Linked DNA regions of Drosophila melanogaster: all the other regions are linked to region 1. Evidence: chromatin contacts called from public Hi-C and targeted proximity ligation data. All regions are on one chromosome and are shown on one strand. The core of a region is the stretch at or near the end of the contact, and the rest is flanking DNA. Distances in the headings are between cores, read along the strand shown.

Region 1 (4,731 bases), core at 5-2,504:
GGCTGTCTGCAAGGCAAGCAAAGAAAAGCCGAAGATCAGCCGCCACTTGCACTCGAATCCGTCGATTCAGCAAATCGGTTCTCTTTCGTTTCTCTCAACGGATATATCTCATCTGCTGAATATGGAAAAACACTCAATTGCGCTGAGTACTCAACGCTCAGCTGGGTTTTCGTGGAGTAGAACTCGTCTAACCGGTGTGACGAGTGTCAATGTCTCATTGGAATTGAAATTGTTTGCTCGGCTTTGACGCTCAGCGGAACCGACAGGCGGGAAACGGCGGGGAGGCACATAGTGCGCACAGTGGGCCCAAATCGGCAAGGTGCCAGCTGTGGGTGTGAACCTGCTGGGACGGGGAGTTATTGTCCAAAGATCAAGGTTGTTTTGGCGTGACAAATATTTGAGGTGTGGACTAATTTGATTTGTATTTAAAGCCACGACACCGGAAATCGTATAAGATAACTGCAGAGGTCCTTCCTTAGATTGTTTGTCCGTATCGAATTGGTATTTGAATTTATTTCCTATTTTCATACTATATACAATTTTAAACATTATTATATTATAATAATAATAATATTTAATTCTAATTTATAATTAAACATTATTCATGAGTCAAATGACCTTTATTCTCCAGAAGTATAAGTTGTGGATTCTTTTATTCCTATACTTTTGAATAACTGCTTTGAAATTTTCTTTGTGGATTACAGTGCCGCACTTGTTACATATTTCATATTATTTAATAGTTGTCCCATCCATCTACTTCTCTAGGGAACTTTTTTTATCAGATCGGGAGATCGCTATACAGATCTAGCATATCGATTTACCTATTCCTTCCGTCGGCATCCTTGACCCTAAAGTATTGCAGATTTGGAATATCCTTGGTCTTAAAATTACACATGTTTCTGTAGACTAATATCACCTGCCCATCTCCCGCGATCTCACTTCCTCACATCTTCCATCTTTGCTTTGCTTTGTTGCAAAACCCCATGCTAATTCTACCTGCCCACCGAGTGCAATTCGTTGCTATTCGGCCCACTGTGCACTGTGGGCCATTACGTGCAATGCGTTTGCGTTCGGATTGCATAGTTTTGTTTACTCGATCGCATCTCGCTCTAGTTCCTTGGTTCTGTGTGCGTGCTCAATGAGTGCTCACTTACTCATTTACTCAGGTACTCAGCTACTCACTCACATAGTCACTCAGGCGGATGAGTGATTTTCAGCGGCACTTGCTGCTGGCTGAAAACCGGAGAGAGCGATCAGTTTTTGAGTTGACTTCGAGCCGAGCGGACGCGCGTTTGTCGTTCAGCGGATGAAATAGAAAAAAGAAGAAGTATCGCTTCGAGAAAAATTGGAACACAATTTATCAATCGCGCTATCGCACCCCCCACTTGGATTACGGTCAACGCGAAACAACTGCAAAGCAATAAAATTAAGATATAGAAATCGAAAAACGAATGCAACCGAAATCAAAAGATATAAGAAGATAAAGAAAATTACATAGCCAGCGGGAAGAAACAAGAAAATCGTTTTAGATCAAGCATTAAATCGGTTGATGTGGTGTTGTTGTGAAAAGTGGCGATTGTGCAAAGCTGCGCTATAAAACCAAACAAAAAACAAAATAATTTAAAAAATCCCAAATAAGCACACACACAAAATGGGCGAAAAATAGAACGAGCAGTGAAAGACCAAAAGAAGCCCCTCATAACCTCCCCGATTAACCAAAATCGAAACCCCATTCGAAGTTTAGGAACCACCAAAAATGCTGGCCACCACCCACATGCTGTACGTGCTGATTGCCACCTGTGTAATACCCATTTTCGGGGCAGCCCTCAGCAAGACGGTGTTGTACCAGGCTCCCGATGAGTGCCGCTGGTCCGGCGGCGGGGAGCATGACATCACTCTGGTCTGTCACCTGAGGACCATCAACTCGGAGCTGGAGAACACCAACTTTAGCGTGATCCAGCCGCAGAACACGGTGCGCCTGCGTCTGGAGTGCAACGATGCCCTGTTCTTCCAGAGCAGTCTGAGTCCGGATAGCTTCAGATCGCTGGTGGAACTCAGGGATCTCACCATCGAGTACTGCAAGCTGGGCAATCTCACGGATGGATCTTTCCGTGGTCTGCAGGAGCTGCGAAACCTCACGATTCGCACGCACAATGGCGATTGGTCCACAATGTCGCTGGAGATGGCATCCAATAGCTTCGTGGAGTTCCGCCAGCTGGAGCGTTTGGATCTGAGTCTCAACAACATCTGGCTGATACCGGATGGCATGGTGTGCCCCCTGAAATCCCTGCAGCACCTGAATGCTTCGTACAACAAAATTCAGGACATCAGCAACTTTTACTTCAGTGCCTCGCTCAGTTCGCGGAAGGCACGAGTTTGCGGCTCCACACTGCAAAGTTTGGATCTGAGTGCCAACAAGATGGTCAGCTTGCCCACGGCAATGTTATCGGCTCTGGGCCGACTGACCCATCTGAATATGGCCAAGAACAGTATGAGTTTTCTGGCCGATCGCGCCTTCGAGGGTCTTCTTTCGCTGAGGGTTGTGGATCTTTCGGCGAACCGATTGACCTCTTTGCCGCCAGAGCTCTTCGCGGAGACCAAACAACTGCAGGAAATTTACTTGAGGAACAATTCCATCAATGTACTGGCCCCAGGAATCTTCGGAGAGTTGGCTGAACTTTTAGTTCTCGACTTGGCAAGCAACGAACTGAATTCCCAGTGGATCAATGCTGCCACATTTGTGGGTCTCAAGCGTCTCATGATGCTGGATTTATCGGCTAATAAGATCAGCCGCCTGGAGGCTCACATCTTTAGGCCCCTGGCCAGTTTACAGATCCTGAAACTGGAGGATAACTACATCGATCAGCTGCCGGGGGGAATCTTCGCGGATCTCACCAACCTGCACACACTGATCCTCTCGCGCAATCGCATCTCAGTCATCGAACAGCGCACTCTGCAGGGCTTGAAGAATCTACTTGTGCTCTCCTTGGACTTCAACAGGATATCCCGAATGGATCAGAGATCCCTGGTGAACTGCAGCCAGTTGCAGGATCTGCACTTGAACGACAACAAGCTGCAGGCGGTGCCCGAAGCTCTGGCCCATGTTCAACTACTCAAAACCCTCGATGTGGGCGAGAACATGATCAGTCAGATCGAGAACACTAGCATCACCCAGCTGGAGAGTCTGTATGGCCTCCGGATGACGGAGAACTCTCTCACCCACATCCGGCGAGGAGTTTTCGATCGCATGAGCTCCCTGCAGATCCTTAACCTGTCCCAGAACAAGCTAAAGTCCATCGAGGCTGGTTCACTGCAGAGGAATAGTCAGCTTCAGGCCATCAGACTGGATGGAAATCAGCTAAAATCCATTGCTGGCCTCTTCACGGAACTGCCCAACTTGGTGTGGCTGAATATCTCGGGTAATCGTCTCGAGAAATTCGATTACTCGCACATTCCCATCGGATTGCAGTGGCTGGATGTTCGGGCCAATAGGATCACTCAGTTGGGCAACTATTTCGAGATCGAAAGCGAACTGAGTCTGAGTACCTTTGATGCCAGCTATAATCTGCTGACGGAGATAACGGCTAGCTCTATACCAAATAGTGTGGAAGTTTTGTACTTGAACGATAACCAGATCTCCAAGATTCAGCCGTACACGTTCTTCAAGAAGCCCAATTTGACGCGGGTGGATTTGGTGAGGAATCGCTTGACCACCTTGGAACCCAATGCTCTCCGCTTGTCACCCATCGCCGAGGATCGTGAGATTCCGGAGTTCTATATTGGTCACAATGCTTACGAGTGTGACTGTAACTTGGACTGGCTGCAAAAGGTGAATCGTGAGTCGCGTACTCAGCCGCAACTCATGGACTTGGACCAGATTCACTGCCGGTTGGCTTACGCTCGAGGATCTTCACATGTCTCCCTGATAGAGGCCAAGTCCGATGATTTCCTTTGCAAATACGCCTCACATTGCTTTGCCCTGTGCCATTGCTGCGATTTCCAGGCGTGTGACTGCAAAATGGAGTGCCCGGATAGGTGTTCCTGCTACCACGATCAGTCCTGGACATCGAATGTGGTGGACTGCAGCCGGGCTTCCTATGAGCAGACTCTGCCATCACACATTCCCATGGATTCCACTCAGCTGTATCTGGATGGAAACAATTTCCGGGAGCTGCAGAGTCATGCGTTCATCGGTCGCAAGAGGCTAAAGGTGCTGCACTTGAACCACTCCAGGATCGAGGTGCTTCACAATCGCACCTTTTATGGACTTCTGGAGCTGGAGGTTCTCCAATTGCAAAGTAATCAGTTGAAGGCCTTAAATGGCAACGAATTCCAGGGATTGGATAACCTCCAAGAACTATATCTACAGCACAACGCTATAGCTACGATCGATACCCTCACCTTTACGCACCTGTATCACCTGAAAATTCTGCGATTGGATCACAATGCCATCACATCATTCGCCGTCTGGAACTTCCTGCCCAGTTATCTGAACGAACTGCGTCTGGCCTCCAATCCCTGGACCTGCAGCTGTGAATTCATTGATAAGCTTAGGGACTACATAAATCGTCATGAGTATGTGGTGGACAAGCTGAAGATGAAGTGCGATGTGATCAGTGGAAATAGCACCCAGCAGATGGTCATCTACCCGGGATCCGGAGAACCTGCTTCCCTGCCCGTTGTTCAGTGCTCTCAGACCTTGCCCTTGGGTCTGGATAACAACTTTAACTA
Region 2 (4,859 bases), core at 1,154-3,653, 69 kb after region 1:
TCGTAATATATCGCTTAGAATAGAGTCATAAACTAACCTGTGTATAGACCAGTGGCACTGAGATTGTATCGTAATGGATGAGCATATTGCATCCAGCTCGGAATTTATTGAGCTCATCTATCATGGACTTCAGGGAGAAGTCATCCCAAATTCGACCTTCCTTTCGAGCCCTTGTTACAATACTGGCGGCCCAGACAATGGGCATCCAATACTTTGGGTGCTTTGGAAACTTCACATCCATTGCCTTCATAATATTTGCCTCGTTGGCGTTTAGCAAACCCACCTCAATTAACTGATCGTAGGTTGGAAAGCGACGCTTTATAACTGGCGATATCATCGAGAGCACCATAGTCAATGCCAAGCACACATATCTCATAATCGTGCGTCTCATCAGACGACCATGTTCATCTTGGCCACGGACCAAGGCACTCACATAAACCGCCAGCGGATCGGGCCAAGGAACTGTGATATATTGATTCCACCAGCGTTCTATGATAATGCCCACATAAAATCCCAGTACGAAAGAGAGCGGAATCAGGTTGCTATAGCTATGACAGTACATCACAATGTCCTCGAAAACACTATGGGTTAAGGGGGTTGGGGGTTAAATAAATTAAAACGTTCTATTCTATTCTATGATCTACTTACGGCTTATCGACGTCCCTGAGAGCATAGCGATATATTACAGCCATGAAGTAGAAGCAGGACAGGAATGCCAGAAGATCCACCCATATTATCTTGTAGATACTTGCGCGCCATCTGCCGAATGATCAGATACTTTAGTAACTTTGGCAATGGGCCAATCGGAGATGCCTCACCTCATCAAAAGCTTCCAGAAGCAGCCGAAATGGCTGCATGTTGCCACCTCAGCGGTGTAAGAGACAGTCATACTCGAGAATTGTCAATTGGAAAACTTTAATAATACCGAACGGCTGGGAAATCGACTTGGCAATGGCAATGACAATTGGATTGGGTAGGGGAAACACTTTGTGAGGCCATAAGCAAAGCCAACTTTGAAATTAGTTCTAGTCTTTGGTTTGGCTCGGAGGTAATTTTCCCACTCAAGCATTAAACGAAGGCAATTTGGTAGGCGCGTCACATTTTGTGGGCGTAATTATTTAAATTAGATCATTTATATTTGCCGCCAGGCCAACAGACAACAACCCACAAAGGCCAATTTGCCACACGCTCTGGCCCGCACATGTGATGAAGTCTGCTCCTGTTCCTCCAGCTCCTCCTGCTCCTTCTGTTCCAGCCCATATATGTTTGCCTATATATGTAGAATATCTGTTTGTCTGGCGGCATCAAGAAGGTGCAGTAAAATTTTAATACCCCAGCAAACATTCTGAATAGCCAAAGCGGCAATGATGTGATTTTTCCCACTCCAATGGGGAAAGTGTGAAGAGCATTACGAACGAGTATCTTATCAGCAAAATTCTGCTAATGTTCTAATGCTCGTTTTGTTGCTATCACACATCCTGCCGCAGTTGCGAAAAATCTATAAAATATCATAGCTTAATTCTATAAATATAATTTATATGTTCAAATGTGAGTGAATTAAATAAATAAAAAACAAATTAAATTAGAAAATAAATTAGTACTTTATTCGAAGCATATGCGTTCTCATGAAATTCGTCTTGCGATTAATTTGGACGTGAAATTTATACTCTGATGCATCATATAGAAAGGCGGAAAAAATGAGCAATACGCACGTGATAATAAGCTCAATAAAAATTGGGTTTGGTTTAACAATGTATCTAATCAGTTAATAGATAATTAAACAGCTGGTAACGCTTGCATTGCTTACAAACGAATTTAATATGGTGACAAGAATTTGTTAGTAAAAGTATGGAAAATCACAAATAGCAATCGCAGGTAGAAATAATCGGTTATACGGAGAATATCTACACACACACCTGAGCAATGCAACCGAACCAGATTTGTTTAATCGGCTTATCTGGTATCAGCAAATCATATCTGCAGTTACGAAATCCAGCCATTCATTCACCTTCTTATATGGCCTGAGTTTACGTAATCGTAGATTTCATCGAGATAAGACTCATAAGACTCTTTAAACCGAATGCAGTTTTGATTCTATCAATCAATAGAAATAGCAAAATACTAGAATTCTAATATGAAGCGGAGATGATCAACCGACTTAACCAATTTTTAAAATTGAAAAATTGACACTCGACAGCTAACGACAATAAAAACATCAACATCTAGACCAAAAACAATATGAAACAATAGCAGTGCGAAGACGAGCGCAGAAAGCATTTATAATTGTGTTCGTCTGTGCGATATTATTACTGCATTCCACTCTATATAGACGGCCAGTTCTCGTAGCGCTCTCCATATATAGGGGCCACAATATTATCTTACACTTTCAGTTAACGCTATACACCGAAACCGTCAACAAGCGAGCTGCGTGCCAGTGCGAATGAGAGAGCGATACGGTGCGAGAAAAAGATAGCAGCACGAGCGGGAGAAAAGTACGAATGCTCCAAATCTAAAGCCAAAAAAACCGGCAGATCGGAAATGAAGCAAAAACGTGAATACAAACAGTGTTATCTAAAGCAACATAAATAACAAAATTCTGGAATTGCCTTGTAGTGGCGGTAAAAACAAGAACAACAAGCACAGAACAAAAATCTGTTGTTTCGCTATCGCAAGATCATAAAACCGAAAGTCGGAAAACAACAACAGAGGCAAACACAGCAGCAGTCATATCACAGCAGCAACATCAAAACCAAAACCAACAAAATGCGACGTCACACAGTGTGATTCAGATCCTCTCCCTCGCACCAACGCCCCTCCCGCTCGCACACCTGCTAATTTTTTTGTATTCGCTCTAATTACAACCCAGATCATCTCGAAAACCCTGCGATCCCCCGAGTAGCGCCTTATCACCACTAAATCCCGACGAATTGAAGTCGCCTTCGTCTCTTATCAGTTTTGCTTCGGATGTGCACTGAGAGAAAATACGCCTATTTTAGACATCGATTTTCCACGTCTATTTAAAAGAGTAAGCTGCTTGCAGTTTATTAATATTTCGGACCTACATATCAATTTGTGAAAAATGGTTTTTATTTCATGATCGACATTTAATATGTTTGTGTTTCGTTTTTAAATTGTTATACAATATTTGTTTTTAAGGATAAAAAACAAAAAAAAATATTATTTTCATATGGATTGCATAGAATCTGATTTCGTTATAAAAGAAATTTTTTTAAGAAAAGTTTTTAAATTTTTAAATTAAATTTTTAAAATAAATTTTGATCTATATTTAAGCTACAAATTATTGTTTACAGAAAGTTTAAAATTAATGTTCGATATAACTTTCTAATGGATTTCAAATTATAATTTTTGACCAATTGTTTTGTCACGTTATCTATTAATAAAAGTTGTTTAGTACTAAAGATTTATTTTTACCCCTATAATTGAAGATACATTTTTCTCGCCGTGTACCCCGCTCTCCTCGTCCATGGCAAGCAGTCAATCTCGTCGGGTGGCGGAGGAGATTCGAGTTCGGCTCGCCGGCCTGGTGGTGGTCTTATCTTAGGAGGAGTGTGCGAAGAATTCGCGGCTGTAAGACGACACCAACAGGCTGCAGACAGACGCTCCCTGATCGCCAAGTATGTCGGTCACAGTCTTGTTTTCCGTTTTCTATTGTTTTGAGTGAGAGAAAATTAATAATAGACTTCCAATTCATTAATAAGAAACAGACAAAGGCGGAGCGACAATATTAACTTAGAGTGCATTGGAGCAACAACTGCACTTGGAATCGAATATATGTAAGTGAGGACGGACGGCAGTGTCTCAAAGTCGGTGAGTGCAGAATCAAGTTTACCATAATTATATAAACTTAGCATAACTTCGCATTCGACAAGTCCGGCAAACTCACCTAGACCCACTTAATTATCTTCGTTTAGGGCAGAGCAAACGACGAATTATAACGTTAATAATAGAAAGGCAAACAAAGCTGCACAAGATATTCTACGTAAAAACTTGAGCATCTGATTCTTATCAAAGTGTGGAAAAGGTGTGGGTGCTTTGGTTAGTCACCTCTTAGAAAAAATATAATAATGAATGATTTACAGCGGATGCAGTGCATACTTAAGTTAATTCTCAAAAAACATACGAGTTTTGTTTGCACACCTGTCGGTAAAAATTGTATTTAAAATAACGAAATCATGATCCTTTTAAGTTCATAGAAATTTGATTGCAAATCATGCTATTCTATTCTACCTTTATTATTATTTGTGTAGCTATTTTTTTCAAGACCCTACTAATGTATGAAATTAATAGCCAAATTTAATTATTTCCATTATTTTAAGACCACCACCGTTTTCTTATCAAACTTTCTTTGTGAAAGGCGGTTTCGAAAACTTTTCCATTCAAACTTCTACACCTCTAAAACCTTCGTACATAGCACACCCAACATATGTATATATCATCACCTATAATGAATTCTAAGTGGAACAATCGAGTTCAGACTCACAATAGCCCCGCCATTTACGATTACATTTTGAGTTCCATTATTTGCATTATACAATCAAACGGCGTTACAAGATAAGACAATACGCGGATCGAAGTGCATTATGATTTTGTCTAAACCTCTGAAAGACACTTGGTGAATTTTGTTCGTTCCAAAATTCTAGAGTTTACTGAACTTTCCACCAATCGAGGGAGATAGATACTGAACAATGGTTCGCCAGATCTCGCCATGGAAAGTTCTCACCCGGCGCAAGAATCTCCAAGCGGATGGCAGCGAGGGGGAAACGAAGCTGAATCGAGTTCTGGGTCTATGGGACCTCACGGCCCTGGGTGTCGGATCGACCTTGGGAGCTGGGGTCTAC
Region 3 (4,704 bases), core at 1,789-4,288, 72 kb before region 1:
TCCGATTGCCCCAGGTGGATGAGAAGACCAAGGTGCGCATTAGCAAAACGTTGCACAAGAATCTGCAGAAACAGCAGGTGTACGGCGGCAACACCACGGTCAAACGCCAAATCTCCGGAACGGCATCCAGTGTGGCCTTTACGCCACTGCAAGGTCTAGAGATTGTGAATCCGCAGGCGGCGGAGCGTTCGCAGACGGAGGCCAATGCCAAATACTTTTCAAACACATCCGGATTCATGTCAGTGGGACAGCGGACCACTTAAGAGAACAGCTCTATCCTTATTTTCTATAAAATTAAGCACTTTTATTTGGAGATTTGTCGAATGTATATTGAGTTAGGCGTAGTAAAGCTGCATAAGAGATTCGAATTGTTGTTAGCTGAGCTTGCCGACTTCCAGTTTCCGTTGAATGGCCTCCCACGAGTTGTTCAGCAGCACGGCGAGAATGCCGGCCACCGTGAACACGCCTCCGATGATGGAACAGCAATTCGTGGCGAAGTGGCCAAATGAGCTGGGAATACACAACACAACCAATAAAACTTGTAAAATTAACCATTAGCTTTGTGGCTTACTGACCTGTGTCTCTCCGCATATTTCACCATCAGTGGCGAGAGCTCGTAGCTGAAGAATATCCCCGGCATTCCGCGCTCGCGATCTGAAAGATCTTTTCGGTATCGCGTGACGGAGAATTGATTCGTGTATATGGGCTCGCCGTCGCTGTTTCCTCGCATATATAATGTGGGAACAATTTTTAAATAGTAATTGAACATTTCACTTTTGGTTTCTGCAAAAAGAGGAGAGCAGATTTTCTAGTTTACTTCATTTGTCGTTGATAAATGTATTTAATTTGGTAAGGTAATTACGAATTAAACTTCATGCTTCTAAAAACAGGTATTTCACAATTCGAACAAATGAGTATATTTTTTCCAATTTAAAAAATGAAAATGCCCCACACAACAGACCTCCGAAGTTTCCCAGAAATTCTTCGAGGAGTAAAATATAAATTAAAATGGATGCCTGTGCTTAAATAACTTAGTTTTTTTTTATTTCAGTCTTAAGTATGCTTTTTAATAATATTAATAAATAAAGAATATAAATTGATTTTAAAGCACCCGCTTTTTAGCTACCGCCCCCTATCGGCTTTCTCTAGAACGAGGCAAGCCGAGCGAAAAACAAAGTGGCAACCCTTCTATAATTTGACAGCTCACGCACACCATCACTCAGCTGCTCACACTCACACGTTTACGAATTATTCGACTAGTCGGTGCCGAAATAAATAGAAATATTTTGAATATTCCTAAAATAAACGAACCTTCTGCGAGATTCATAAGTGCGTCGGAGCAGCGGAGCTTGCTACTCAGCGGTATCAACTCATATAGAGCCGGTGAACCAGGAAAACCACGGACTTAGCGGCATGCCTCTGCCTACGAGCTCATTTTCCCAGCAGGGACCAACGTGCTTCGATAAGATGAAGACGGGCTTCATCATCGGATTCTGCGTGGGCATGGCCAGCGGTGCGGTCTTTGGCGGGTTCTCGGCGCTCAGGTTAGTTGGACTTTGCACTCGGATGCTCCACTTAGCGCTCCTCCAAAGAAGTGACGCAAGTGGAGGCCGGCAATTATGTAATTACTCCGGCTAACTAACGAACCACATTGAAATACACTTTAGATACGGACTACGCGGGCGGGAGCTGATCAACAACGTGGGCAAGACCATGGTCCAGGGCGGCGGAACCTTTGGCACCTTTATGGCCATCGGCACGGGGATTCGCTGCTGATCCTGCTGGCATTTGACTAGAGTTACTAAACAACCACAACCTTAAGCCCTACTCCAATCTTGTTTAAATTACGCTAAGTTATTGCAATAGAGATGTTACAGAATTACGAGTCCGTGTTTGTGTTCACTACTCACCAGCCACGTCGACTCGTAGTCCATCCAAGGGATGCGTCTTGGCGAACTCTATCTTCTCGCCGAACGATAGGTGATTGATTGTGTGCGATAGCTTCACATTGCTGAACTGAAAGTCATGGATGTGGAACTGGCGGATGGAGAAGCTCTTGCCGGGCGCAAAGTGAAAGCTGCCGGCCATTCGATTCACTTCCAGGTGACCCTGGATGCGACAGCCCTCCTTGAAGGCGTCCTCGTCGCTGCGTTTGTACTTGCCCTTACATTGCTCGATCTTGTCCACGGCCACGGTCCATTTGCGCAGCCGGTAGGCGTCGAGAACATCCTCGCACGTGTTGCAGCAGCTAGATAGGATGGTAGTTGGTATTAAAAGGGGGAGATTAGAAAGCCATTGCTATAATTAGCTCTAGATACAGATATCTCCTTAGATAAATCTTGTCAGCGAAAATAGGTGGAACTAATGGTTGAACTTAGAAGCTGTTCACTATCTTACTGAGTAGCATTGTGCTCCGCTCCGTAACAACTGCCGCAAGTGACATTCTTATTGGGCGGCGAAACTGCAACGATTTCCTTGATGGGCGTCTCCTTGAGGGGCTCGCCATTGAGATCCAGCCGGTGCTTAAAGACGTCGTGGTCCACCCTCAAGTGTGTGTCGCCAGATGAATCCATTGCGTCCAATGAGATGTAGTTGCACGCCAGATTATGCAGTGTCACGTCCAGATTTATTCTCAACTTGTGATCACGAGTGGTGTCCACGAAGAGCTCTTCATTTAGGGTTGGCTGCATGTAGTTGAGGACCTCGAGGAAGATCAGTAGGCTTATGATGCTGGTACTGATAATTGTAACTGAAAATCAGAGAAAAGCCGGTTGTTTGGGTTCCTTAACGCCACAATCAATTGTACACCTGCACCCACCTGCGGCGCCGCCCACTGTGCGAACGCTGAAGTCATCCAGTGTGCGGGGATAGGCGTCCAGGCGACGCAGCACGTCGGCGAACTTCATCGTGAACACGTAAAAGGAACAAAACAGACGAAATGCAGACGTAAACAATAAATATTACATCGTTTTTGCACAAGACAGGTGACGTGTTGAAATTGGCGTTGCCAGTACGCCGCAATGGTACGGCCAAACAGATGTTCGCTGTGGTTCGGTTCGATTGACTGTTATCGTATCCGTATCTACATGCCAGCTCTTACTTTACATGTCGCATTTTACATGTTAAAAATCGGGCGAGATGCAGTAATTGTAGATAAGTATGCAGTTTTAAAAATAAATGGGCCACATCAAGAAATCTTAAAACTATTTTATCCGTTTATAAGAGGTAAATGCCATTGACACAATATAAAACGCTTATTTAAGTGCTTATCTTATTAACATAGAAACTTATGATTAGATCTTACATTGCATTACAATAGCAACATGCATGCCAATTATTACATTTCAAAAAAATACAATTTAAAATTATAAAGGTTATAAAAATGTTTTTATTTTAAGCAAAGTTTTGCTGAAACTGCATGATTATTTAATGTTAAAATTTAGCTCTTATAGTTCCCAAAATTTGATTCGTCTGGTGGTATTGATTTTGATACACACTTTACATTTACTGTTTATTAACGAATACAAAATACCCTCACTGACTATAAGCAATGATTTAAAAAAATCCAATGTCAAGCCTTACATTTATATAAGCTTTAACTTTTACTTAGGCGATTTTTTGATTTCATCCTTCATTAGCCGGAGCTTTACCCCATTGATTGCGCATACGCCGCGTTGGCCCGGCGACAATTAGGACCTCCGCTTGGCCGTCCTTTCCCATGGCCACGAATAATGTTTAATAGTGTTGTCATGTCTTGGGGTTGTGGTTGTGCATACATTAGGCCGCCATTGCCCACCATCGGCAATAACACCACCCCCCCACTCAGACGCCTTAACCCACTGCTGCTGCTGTGGTCCAGGAGACCGCGTCTAATTTTATAATACATGTTAAACAGATGAAAGGTTAATTGAAAGGAACCACAAGTTTCGACAGCCCGCGCAGCTAATGCTTAGCTTTTAGGGGTTGCAACCCCCACACCCCACAAACCCCTTTCAAAGAAGCGGACTAATAGAAGACCGTGGTTTATCCCCGGGGATTTTGGTTAAAGTTAAAAGTTTTCGCCTAAATATAAATCACCAAATGGCTTTTCGCCCGACTGATTGAAGGTCCATGAACCCAGCATCCATGTAGGGTCACAAATAATTGTATGTAGGTGTAGAACATACCGCGACTTTGTGTAATTACCAATTAAGCTCAAGTTCCCGATGCTTTCTCATTTTCCTGGCCACTCTACAGTTTCCTTTGTCATTTCTTTCGCCGACTTCACTTTTTTTTTGCAATTACCTGGACAAGAAATCTGTAAAATCAGGCAAGGCAGCAGATGACAAAGATTAGCCAGCGGTAATTTTACACTTTTTTTACTTTCTAAATTAAAGTAAATGGATTGGAAAGGGTATGGAATAGAGCATCACGCTTTGGATCTGGGAAAGTTCATAAAAAAGTGGAAGTGTCAGTTTTAACAATGTGTAACTGTATGTATAAATATGTAAATATGTAAATATGTGAATATGTAATATGTAATATGTATGTATAAATAATAAACAATGATACCATGGATTTTTAATATATAACAGCTTGACTTTGACCTTACACATTTTCAAATAAAGTTTTTTTTATTTAGGCCTTAAGCAAAATTTAAAAGTGACATATACTTCGAGATATAAACTCAATTTTTGAATCTATCCTTTCTAAAAAATTGCCACA

What was found. A called contact is a pair of places that touch in the nucleus more often than the background predicts.
Region 2: a contact with region 1 is called in a targeted proximity ligation map of the S2 cell line, with 10 times the contacts expected there. A contact is called at or near these places in 8 of 107 Hi-C or Micro-C datasets (the Clone 8 cell line, the D17-c3 cell line, the Kc167 cell line and 3 more) and 5 of 7 datasets of targeted methods (the Kc167 cell line and the S2 cell line).
Region 3: a Hi-C map of the Kc167 cell line shows a contact between it and region 1, with 4 times the contacts expected there. A contact is called at or near these places in 45 of 107 Hi-C or Micro-C datasets (the Clone 8 cell line, the D17-c3 cell line, the Kc167 cell line and 17 more) and 7 of 7 datasets of targeted methods (the Kc167 cell line and the S2 cell line).

Annotation. Positions count from the first base shown.
Region 1 is chr3L:15,234,365-15,239,095 of dm6, forward strand. Tollo (tollo) reads left to right here and starts at 1,255. Exons shown (of 1, transcript NM_080018.2): 1 at 1,255-4,731. The coding sequence starts at 1,757.
Region 2 is chr3L:15,301,852-15,306,710 of dm6, forward strand. CG7255 reads left to right here and starts at 2,404. Exons shown (of 9, transcript NM_206366.3): 1 at 2,404-3,025; 2 at 3,447-3,635; 3 at 3,700-3,828; 4 at 4,662-4,859. The coding sequence starts at 4,707. It overlaps Best3 (Bestrophin 3), which reads right to left and starts at 934. Exons shown (of 4, transcript NM_168618.2): 1 at 819-934; 2 at 649-759; 3 at 38-581. The coding sequence starts at 889.
Region 3 is chr3L:15,160,590-15,165,293 of dm6, forward strand. It overlaps CG7011, which reads right to left and starts at 3,039. Exons shown (of 5, transcript NM_140501.3): 1 at 2,819-3,039; 2 at 2,398-2,749; 3 at 1,911-2,248; 4 at 576-783; 5 at 287-510. The coding sequence starts at 2,906. The coding sequence ends at 375. CG6878 reads left to right here and starts at 1,228. Exons shown (of 2, transcript NM_140500.3): 1 at 1,228-1,544; 2 at 1,668-1,881. The coding sequence starts at 1,414. The coding sequence ends at 1,776. Prp31 (Pre-mRNA processing factor 31) reads left to right here. Exons shown (of 4, transcript NM_140499.3): 4 at 1-549. The coding sequence ends at 263.